2 separate regions of the Sus scrofa genome follow, and region 1 is linked to region 2. A link is a contact called in public Hi-C data. All regions are on one chromosome and are shown on one strand. Each heading gives the region's core, a stretch centred on a gene start, on an enhancer-like site or on the middle of the called end of the contact. The rest is flanking DNA. Distances are from core to core; before and after follow the strand shown.

The links. A called contact is a pair of places that touch in the nucleus more often than the background predicts.
Region 1: a contact with region 2 is called in a Hi-C map of skeletal muscle, with 8 times the contacts expected there. The contact joins two enhancer-like sites. A contact is called at or near these places in 1 of 47 Hi-C or Micro-C datasets (skeletal muscle) and 1 of 2 datasets of contacts at active chromatin or transcription factors (skeletal muscle).

What each region holds. Positions count from the first base shown.
Region 1 is chr16:52,623,410-52,628,635 of Sscrofa11.1, reverse strand. No RefSeq gene overlaps it. Among named protein-coding and RNA genes, the nearest start is that of FGF18, 130 kb to the left of the region's middle. Within about 2 kb of position 3,310, at least 8 of the 83 cell types and tissues checked have an H3K27ac peak or open chromatin away from gene starts, as enhancers often do. A contact at or near this core is called in skeletal muscle, where this site is marked.
Region 2 is chr16:52,376,187-52,381,343 of Sscrofa11.1, reverse strand. No RefSeq gene overlaps it. Among named protein-coding and RNA genes, the nearest start is that of SMIM23, 34 kb to the left of the region's middle. Within about 2 kb of position 3,418, at least 1 of the 83 cell types and tissues checked has an H3K27ac peak or open chromatin away from gene starts, as enhancers often do. A contact at or near this core is called in skeletal muscle, where this site is marked.

The DNA of each region.
Region 1 (5,226 bases), core at 2,061-4,560, 250 kb before region 2:
GAAGTATACATCCTTAATTTATCACATCTTCAATTAATAATATAAAACTCCATGTTTAAAAGAAAAACCTTAAAAAGTACACTTTCATTAACCCTTTCTTGTCCTCTATATCATTATTTTCACATATTTTATTCTCTTATGTATTAGAAACCCCACCACACATTATTTTATTTATATTGTCAGTTGTAAGTAAAGAAAAATATAGACTTTTATAATTACTTACATATACATTTTTTGGCATTTTCCATTCCTTTTATTTGTTTTTTAGGGCCACACTTGCGGCATATGGATGTTCCCAAGCTAGGGTCAAATTGGAGCTACAGCTGCCAACCTACACCACAGCCACAGCAACGTGGTATCCAAGCTGTGTCTGTGACCTACACTGAAGCTCACAGCAACACCAGATCCTTGACCTACTGAGTGAAGCCAGGGATCAAACTCATGTCTTCATGGATACTAGTTGGGTTTGTTTCCACTGCACCACATTAGGAGCCCCTCCATTCCTTCTTATAGACCCAACCTTCCTTCTAGTATCATTTCTATTCATCTTTCCTTTCACAATTAATTTTTTGGGTGTATCTGTGAGCTAAAAATTCTCTGATTTTTTTTGTTTGTTTGTTTATCATATTATTTTGCTTTCTGTTTTGAAGGATATTTTCTCTGGATATAGAATTATAGGTTAATAGTTTTTTTTTTCTCCTGTACTCTGGAGATATTTTAAAATTTTTTTATTATTTGCATTGTTTAGAGTGGCAAATCAATTCTTAATCTTATTAATATAATATGCTTCTTTTCCTCTGGTCCTTTTTTAAGATTTTATCTTTGTTTTTCAGAAATTTTACTATTACCTTTGAAAAATCCTGCTTGAGAATATTGGGTTTCTTGGATCTGTGGGTTCGATTTTTTTTTTTAAATATCAAATTTGGAAAATTTTTGCCATTAATTCTCCAGATATTTCTTAAGTCCCATTTTATCTCTTTTCTCTTTCTGAGACTTGAATTACACATATTTAGACTGCTTTACTTTGTTTCACATTATTAAACATCATTACTATTGATGTTTTATTTATTTTAAATTCTTTTTCTCTTTGTTGGTCTCACTTTGAACAAATTCAATTTACCTGTGTTCAATTCACTGATCTTTTTTCTGCATTGACTAATATGCTGTTAAGTTCATCGAGTTAATTTCTGATTTCACATATTTTATTTCCAGAACTTAATTTTGTTATTCTTTATAGTTCTCCACAGAAATGATTTCAGTATTACCTTTAAAATTTTAAGCATGTTTATAATTTTTGTTCTGAAGTCCTTATTTGCCAATTTCAATAACTATCCTTTGTTGGTCTGTTTCTATTGATTGTGTTTTCTCTTCTTTATCATAATTTTTCAATCATCCTACTTCTTTAGCTGCCTCATAATTTTTAAAATTGAGGTTAGTCGACATCAAACATTCTATGTTTCAGGTGTTGTAATTTTTTTTATTGTATTCCAGACTTGTGTATAAAGAACAATGAAGACTGAAGTTTTTTGAAATAAAAAGAAGTGCACTTCGGTCTTCACTGCTCTTTATATGCAATGTCTGGAAAACAATAAAAAAGAAACAATCAAGTTGAGATGGAGGTGGGCTGTTTGTGTGTGAGTATGTTTCAACCAGAAGCCCCATGGGGAAAAGGAAGTGAAGAAATTTAGTTGGAAGGAATGGAATGGAATTCCATTGTGTGCCCCCAGTTCCAAGGGTTCATTAGGATTCTCCAGATGCAAACTAAAATAAATCCTTGGGCCTCTCTCAAGGAGAAGGTGCTGCTCTATAATCCGTCAGGAAGTTCATGTGGTGTGTCCAAAAAAATCAACCACTAGCAATCCTAAAGGGGATGATTTTCCACACTCACACTGCACTTTTACACTTAGCATGTTCAAGCCATGGATCTCCTTTCATTCTCAGTTTTAGCAAGAAGGAAGAGTGGGAGGGCCCGAGGGGCCAGTTTTGGAGTGGCCTTGAAATGGTATCCTAAAGACTGAACTTCATCTCATATTCTGCCGTCTTTATCTTTGCTGTGGCCACATTGCAAGTCTCCTGCCTCCAAGCCTGATGCCTTCAGTCCACCACCCTGAGTAGGTAATCCGAAAGGCAATCTCCCTTTGCTACTCTCCTCTGTACTCTTCAATGGCTCCCCAGTGCCTTTGGGGCAAATCTATAAGTCTGTTGAGGTCTGGCTTCTTTCCACTCCCCCGGCCTCATCTTTCCTCTCCTACACCTCACTCCAGCCACGTTAAGCCTTCTTCAATTCCTTCATTGTGTCTTGCTCTCTCAGGTGTATATGCACAATGGCCCTTATGGCTGAGACAGTGCCTCCCCCCCCCCCATTCCTGCTCATCCATTGGATCCCAGCTGCACACTCACCTCTCTCCCTGACACCTAAGTCCGGGTGAGGTGTGTCTCCTCTGAGCCTGAACTCACTTCCACCAGGTCCCCTGCTCACTGTGCTGGGAGTATTCCATTACCTGCTTGCCTCCTTACTGGAAGGAAAATGCACGAGGCAGGGGCTATGTCATCTCGCTTATCACTGTGTCTCCTGCCCAAACACAGTGTCTCCACGTGATAAGCCTCAATGAAGATTCATTGCATTGAGTAGAACCCAGGAAGCTATAGTCTGTTTTGCCATATTTTCTGCCAGTTATTTAAGGGGTCAGTTCATGAGTATTTTTGTCTCTTATAGCCTAGCTCTGGACTTGGCCCTGAAGGACTGGCCGAAGGGGATGCTAAAATAGAATATTTACAATCCTAGCATTTATTGGTCCCTTTGGATGGCTATGCCATGTAAGCCTCACAACCACTGTGTACATTCAGTGCTATTGCTATCACCCCCCCTTCCTAGATGAGAAAATCGAGGCATTGAGAAGTGAAGCAATTTGTCCAAAATCACAGAGTTCGAGAGCAGTGGCTCAAGGGTGTGATTGCAGAGGTTTACTCTTCTAACCACCACGCAGCAGCAACCCTGACCTCCTGAAGCTTCCAGGCTGGTTACTGAGACGGATGGAGGTGCCGGGGCAAGACTCCAAGGCCAGGGGACAGCCAGAGAAGGGAGGCGATAAGGGTCACCCACTGCGGCCTGAGACTGGGAAGATGCTGAGTTCTGGGAGGGCCATGCGGGGGCTCTCAGGGTATCCTGGGGACCCCAGGTTCTCAGAGGAGGGCTGGGAGCTCCTTCCCCCAATTTCCCTGGGAACCTCAGGGCAGGAGGTGACACTGAAGCCAGGCTGGAGTTGAGAGCCAAAGCCTGCCGGGAGCTAAATGTCAGGGTTTAGGGCCCCAGCCAGACCTGGCTGCTCTTGTGCTCGCATCGCGTCCTGGGAGGAAAAGCCGGGAGAGAATCCACAGGCGTCCTCGGAAGAGCTTCCGAAAACGGCCCGCAAGCCAGGGAGCAGCGAGAAGCAAGCGCACTGGTGGCCAGGTCGGGGCAGGGTAGCCGGGCCACCCAGACATCTCTGACAGGCTATTTCCAATTTCCTATGGAATTAAACTGTAAAAGCAAGAGTCTGTCACTGTCTGCTGCCTCCCTGGGAGAGGAGAAAGTTGCTGTAGCAGGCTCAAAAAAAAAAAAAAAAAAAGCTGAACTGTCCTTTCCCAAACAAAACAGCAACCAAGAAAGCTAGTGATTTGGAGGGTGGTTTCAGAGCCCTGAGCTCCACGTCTGGATGCCGGCATCTTCTGTCTCTACCTGCTCGGGTGACCTTGGGCAAGTCCCTTCCTCCCTCTGGGCCTCTGCTCCTTCATCCAGAAAAGGAGGCACTGGACCCGATGATGCTGGAAGGTCTTTCCAACCCGGAGATGCTTGCATTCGGTAATAAAGTTGGGTGTGGGAAAATATGAGGTCTAGGGGGACGGGGGGAAGGGGCTGGAACCATCCTTGGTTGGAAACGTTGAAGGGAGCTCTGTTCAACCCCAGCCCCGAGGCTCCCAGATCCAGCAGCAGAACTGGGATCCACCCAACCAAAATCAGCAAGGGGAAGCCAAAAGCATGAGTAAGGAGAGGCTGGGCCATAAACATGTCATCTGCACAAACATCCAGCCCCCTCTGGGGTCCCATCGGCCCTGCCGGGGGAGGAGACTGATGCTGGGGCCCCCGCAGCCACAACCCCAGGCTCACTCGCTTGGCCTGGGATTGCAGGGTGGAGGCCTGACTGCTTAGAAGGGAACCTGGCTGTGGACGTGCCCCGAGGAGCTGTCAGGAAGGGCTGGGTGAGGCCTCTCCAAGGCCAGGCAGCTGGGGATGGCTCTCAGCGAAGGGAGGCTTTCCATCCTGATGTGCTACAGGGCTTCCTGCGATGCTCTCCGTTTTAGAGCTGCTGAGGCTCCTGCTTCTCCAGCCTTGACCGTTCTCCCAGGTGCCAGAAAACCAGGATAGCCGTGGGCCTGGCTTCCCGGATCTCCACAGCTGTTCAAACTCGACGTTCTCCCAACGTCACTCTTGGTTCCCCCAAACTGTCTTCTTCTGCGGGGCCCCCGGCTCGGAGACGGCACCGTCATCCAGGCACTCGAGCCCGTGTTCCAGAAGTGATTCTTGATCCTCTTTTTCTCTCTCTTCACCCACATCCAAGAGCTGCCCAGGGGCGCTCCCTTTCCCCAAGGCCCATGCCTTTCTCTCAGCCTCTCGCGCTCTCTTCCTTGACCTCAAGGACACACGGCTTGCCTAATCATAATCTAGTTTTCGTACAGCTCGCTTTTTGAAAATTGCCTTTTCTCCTAATGAAAATAAAGGCTAGAACCTTGACGATAATCTGTCACCCAAATGCGTTCTCGCCCACCCCATCTCCTCGCCTTCTGCCTTCGCCGGGGCGGAATCAGCCTGTGGGTTTATGATGTTTATTGCTCTATTGCTTCCTTTATAATACATTCTTTTTTATCATCTGCGTACATTACTAAAGTCTAATTTTAAATTTTATAAAAAGATATCATTTCATGTGTCATCTTTTGGAATTCACCTTTTTCCATTCAGTGTTATATTGCCAAGCAGGGTAGACCGCAAATATCACTGCCCTCATTCCTGTCTACGCCTCCACCTCCCTTTGGCAGAGTGACTTGATGCAAAGGAAGCATCAGGAGGTGGGCTCTATCACCCTACCTCTGAAATCTAGGCCGGCGCTATGTGTTATCTCGACTGATATAAGGTGGCAGCAGTGGCATAGTGCCATTTCTGGGCTTAGCCATTAAAAGGCCCGTGTTCTC
Region 2 (5,157 bases), core at 2,169-4,668:
TCCTGTGAAGGCAGTTAGCAAGAATCCCCCACACTGGATATCTGATCATTCGTGATATCTGATCAAGTTCCTCATCTCTCACCTTTGAAATACATACGTCCTTGGCCTGCCTTTCACAAGAATACTTTTAGTCCAGTTTAGCAAGAATCTCCTTACCTTTGATGTCTCCTCTTGGTAACTTTCCATTCACTAATCCCCTCACCTTCTACTTGGCTATAAACCCTCATTTGTCTCTATATTCAGTGTTGAGCCTGATATCTCTCTCCCCTATTGCAATAGTCTTGAAGAAAATCTTCCTTGACTTATCAAAAAGTGTCAGAATAATGTTTTTCTTTACCACCTTCAGCTAAAGGAAACTGTCTCATCTGCAGTTGGTATAGAAGCCCACATCAAATGGTTGGTTGGTACAGGAATACAAAGGCCCAACATCTTTGCCTCAATTCAGGATATCTCTGAAGGGCCATCTCAGCTTCAGATGCACATGCATCATAGTTCAGCTGTTCATCTGCCTAATCCTGCTTCCATCTCTCTATACAGGTGCCTGCTAAGGGTAGAAAGGGACTATACCCTGAAGGAGCCTGCATGGACCAGAAGAAAAGATCAGATGCTGGATAAAGGGGACAGAATATAATTGAAAAGGGGACAGTTTATCAATATGGGCACACGCCCTTAGGATACAGAATTTAATACCCCTACAAGGACCCCAGAAGAAAGTATTAAACATGCTACCTGATAGCTTTTAGAATGGCTGACACTAAGTAGAAATGCCAGATCTGCCACTGTAGATGATGGAAGAGGGAATCAAAGGACTTGGCAACATGAGCAGGACACATTCTCAAACTCTTCTGCAGCTGGGCCTAGAGGATCTTCATCCACTGATGCAACAAGCAATGTGCTGGTGACAGGGACAGCTGTATCACTAAAATTCAGGGTGGCTGTTCTCCCTAGGCTAGGGCTAATGGTAGGAGTTGCTTTTGCAGGGCTCCATGAGAGCAAGTGGATCGCAAAATAATCAAGGCCAGGTTGTGGTGTTGAAACCAACAGAAGCCAGATCATAGTGACATAGTAACAAGTGGAGGATGGAGCAGAGGCTGGCCCCCAGAGATCTATGGAACTGGGGAAGAGAATACAGAGCCCCAGGGGCAAAACATATGGATCCCCAAAAGGATATTCCTCAAACTATATAGTTAAAAGAAATTAGGGTGATTGATCAGGAAATCGAGGGAAGCTACCACAATCAACAAAAAGTCATGATCTCTTGCCCTGTCTTCAGACCAGAAAGCTGTCAACCAAAGGAGAGACCAGGTCCCCAGGAGGAACAATCCTGGGACACTGCAGGGAGTATATATAGTAATGAATCCCGTGACCATTCCTCAAAGGGAACTATGGCCATTTACTTGGTAAAATATGAAGACATTTCAAAGTCTATGAGATGCTGGATCTGAGTTGCAGCAGCATCATAGTCGCCTGTGAGAGGAGGGGTAGAAGGGAGCCAGGTCATCAGTGGCATGGACCTAGTCATTTCCCTGGCCCTCAAATGGTAAGTGGAATGGACACGCACTGCAGTTAGGACAACTCCCACATTGGTTCCTTGACACATGGAGCCATCCTAGTGGAGAAAGTCAAGCGGAAGCCTCTAAAACTGCCTCCATCCCTAAGCCAAGATATTAAATCACTGACCATATCACGTCTCAAGCGGAATCGTCAAGGCAACACCCTTAATGACTTAAAGGAGTAGTGGTGGTGGTTTGCAAAATATCCCCATTTAATTCACCTAATTGAACCCTACGGAAACCAGATAGACTCTGGATGATGACAGTGGACCACCACCAACTCAATCACGTAGTAGCTAGAATCACAGCCGCTGGTCCAGATGTGGTATCTTTGCCAGGAAAGACTAACATAGCTCTAATACATGGTATGGAGCCCCAGCTCTGGTAAATGTATTCTTTTCTCTCCCTGTCAAGAAAGAGAACCAAAAGCAGCCTGCATTCCCATGGAACAGTCAACAGTATAAATTTACAGTCTTCCTCTAGGGCTAGATTAACTTTCTCATCCTTTTTTATAATACAGTCCAAAGGGATCTGGACCATCTGGACATTCTGCAGAGCATCCCATTTATCAACAATCGGCATGGCAGATATCACTATATCAATGACACTGTGTTAATCAAAGGGATGAGTAAGACATGGCAAGTGTGTTGGAGGCCTTGGTAAGACACACGAGCGCCAGAGGTTGGGAATGAAACTTTGCAAAAATTCAGAGACTCTCTGCATCGTTGACCTTGTTCGGTCCTGTGGTCTGAGGCATGCCAGAGTAGATGACTACATAAGGAGACATCCCCTCCAAATAAAGGAGGGCTGCTAAACTCACCTGAGCTCCTGACAGTGAGCAGAAAGCTGCCTCAAGGAAACGCATCCAGCCATTCACTCATTCATTTATTTATTCATTCGTCCACCAAAAACTTGTTGACAGCTACTCTGGGCGACCTGCCCCAGGCCTGAGGTTGAGGTGGGGTAAGTTGGGAACTGTCTGATGGTGTCACCACAAGGGACTCAGGAATGCCTGGATCCTGCCTTTTACCACCATCACCGTCCCCCAGAGGGAACCAGAGGAGCAAGAGTAGAAGAGAAACAGAAGAACCATTTGAGCAATAGCATCCCAGGCGACCCTTATAAAATGCAGAGCACCCTAAACAAAGTTCAAGGTCATAGTAAGGCCACCTATCCTTCTCCCCTTATTTTAGGTACTTGCTCTCTTCGAAATTCCCTCCTGTGAACACAGTGAACACTCAATAAAAATCCAGACTGTCTCGAAAGAGAGAGGGTTTCCTCGGGGGGGGATGGGTATATTAATCACAAGAGCTTATGCAGTCATGTTGGGGTTTCTTTTTCCCCCCGAATGGTGGATATTTTTGAAACTGGCCTGTGGTGTGCACACACCCTCTCCTCTCAGAACGCTTGGCCCCTGAGTGCTCCGCACCCTCTCCCTGAGTTCTGCTCCAGGGCCACTGAAACAACAAACATCCCTCAGCTTGTACACAGTGAGCTAGAGACAGGCCAACTCGACGGGGCTCTGCTGCTTCCAAAATTATCCAGCAAGCTAGCTGGCGCTGGTCCGCATTCTTCCAGGTTTTAGTGGGGATAGAGGCTGAAAATTGGTCTCTTGAAGCACCCTTGGCTGAACCGAGTGAGTTCATGAAAAGGAAAAGAAAATGGAACAACAGCTCCCCCCAAAAATTCCCATGGGGCTGCAGTTGTGTCACTCAGCCTGACCTTTTCCAAAGGAGAGTAACCATCTTTATAGAGTAAAATGCCCCCCGGTAAGGGCACACCACGTGGTGTCCTGGAAAGTAGACAGGCTCCAGTGTCAGAAGGAGCCAAATTCAAATCCTAGCTCTGCCTCTGTGTGGTCCTGAGCCGCAGGCTCTCAGAACCTCGGTTTCCACATCTGTAAAGTGGGAATACTAATGGACTCCTCCCATGGATCAAAGGCGAGCACGGCTGCGAGGTGCCCGGCCCACAGCAGAGGGTCTTGGAGTCCCTTTACCACACCTGGATCAGCTTTCACAGCATCAGAACTTGTCAGAGTTGGAAAGGATCAGAGAGAGAGCATCGGGTCCAAGCTGCAGTTGAATATTCAATTCTTACAGCCCCCGGGGCTTCTGCCTTATGGCTGACCTCATCCAAAAGGTTTCAAGAAAAGCAACCAAGACAACATTTTATTAAAAAGAAAAATATTAGAAGGTGTATTCTCCCACCCCAGTTTCTGAGATTTTGCCATCATCTGTGGTTGCTATGTTAGTCTGATATACGGACCATGGCAGGGAAGTGTGACAAGCGGGGGTGGAGAGGCTGGTCCTTGGCTGCCACACGGGATCCATGACCTCTGCCACATGTTGTCCCCAGAGCCCAGTTCAGGGGTATAACTCAGAGGCCGCATCTGCAAGAGAGCCTGGAAATGCTTCCAAGGAGAAGAGCACAGTGGAGGCGGTAGCTCCCCAAATCACTTAGGGACAGCTCATTCCCAAGTAATACAAAACTAATGAATTAAGAGAATTTATTGGCCTCTGCAACCGAGAGGTCCAGAGGCAGGATAAGTTTCAGCAAAGCTTAGTTAGCAGCTCAGTGGAGTATCCAAGAAAATTGTTTCTTTCCATCTCTCCACTCTGCCTCCTGCCTAAGTCCACCTCCCCGCCAGGCTGCTTCCCCTCTTGGCCACAAGGGCATCCAGTGAGAAAAGAACTCCTGCGAAAGAACCAACATGCAGGGGAAAAAAGCTATCTTCTCAGAAGTCCCCAGCAAATTGTTCCCTGGGACAAGTGCCAATCACAAAGGCCAGGGTACTGAGCTGTAAGCACATGCTGGGGCCAGGACTTGGCCAGGACCATGGAGTTAGGACTTGGGCTTGCTTCTCCTTGAGGTACAAGAGCTCTGCGGGGACAGCACCCAGTTGGAAATCAGAGGAAAAAAATAGATAAAGGGAGATGGATGCTGGGATACCAACAGCAGCAAATGTGCACAATGACGCCATCAAAAGCTCCGCCCACCCTGGTCATGCCTCGGCTCTGATCCTTCCACCGCATCCACTGCTCTCCATCCTCCTAAAGGTTGGAAGAGCAAATCTGACCAAGTCATCTCTCTCCAGTGTAGACATGGCTCCTTGACTGACTAATGTCTTAGTGAAAAAGTCCAGGGCTGCCCAACGCCTTAACATCACTGGTTTCCAGACTTTTTACCAAGGAGCGTTTTCATCCACGGAACAGTCTAAGAGGGATCCGATTAGCAGTCTAACTGCGACAGAAGGAGGGTGCCTGGGGATGGAGGGTGCTAAACAGGCCAGGCTTCGGATCCCCCTCTTCTATTTCAAGCTCACACATGCAACCCTGGCACCACCTTAAAACGGGGCTCTGATACCCACTCATTATTGCTGCTTTGACCCTGGTCTGGGACCCATCTGCACATCCTATGTGAAAACCAAAGCCGTCCAGCCTCGGCCTTCAGGAGCCCAGTTTCCTGCTGTGAGTGACCTCAGTCCTCAGGCCACTTCCCTGAGATTTGCTTCCCCCAGGGCCCTGAGAAAAATCCCTGGAACCTTCTATGTCATGGTGGCACTGCCTACACACAGTCAGCACGGTCACGTGGCCAGCTGGAACTG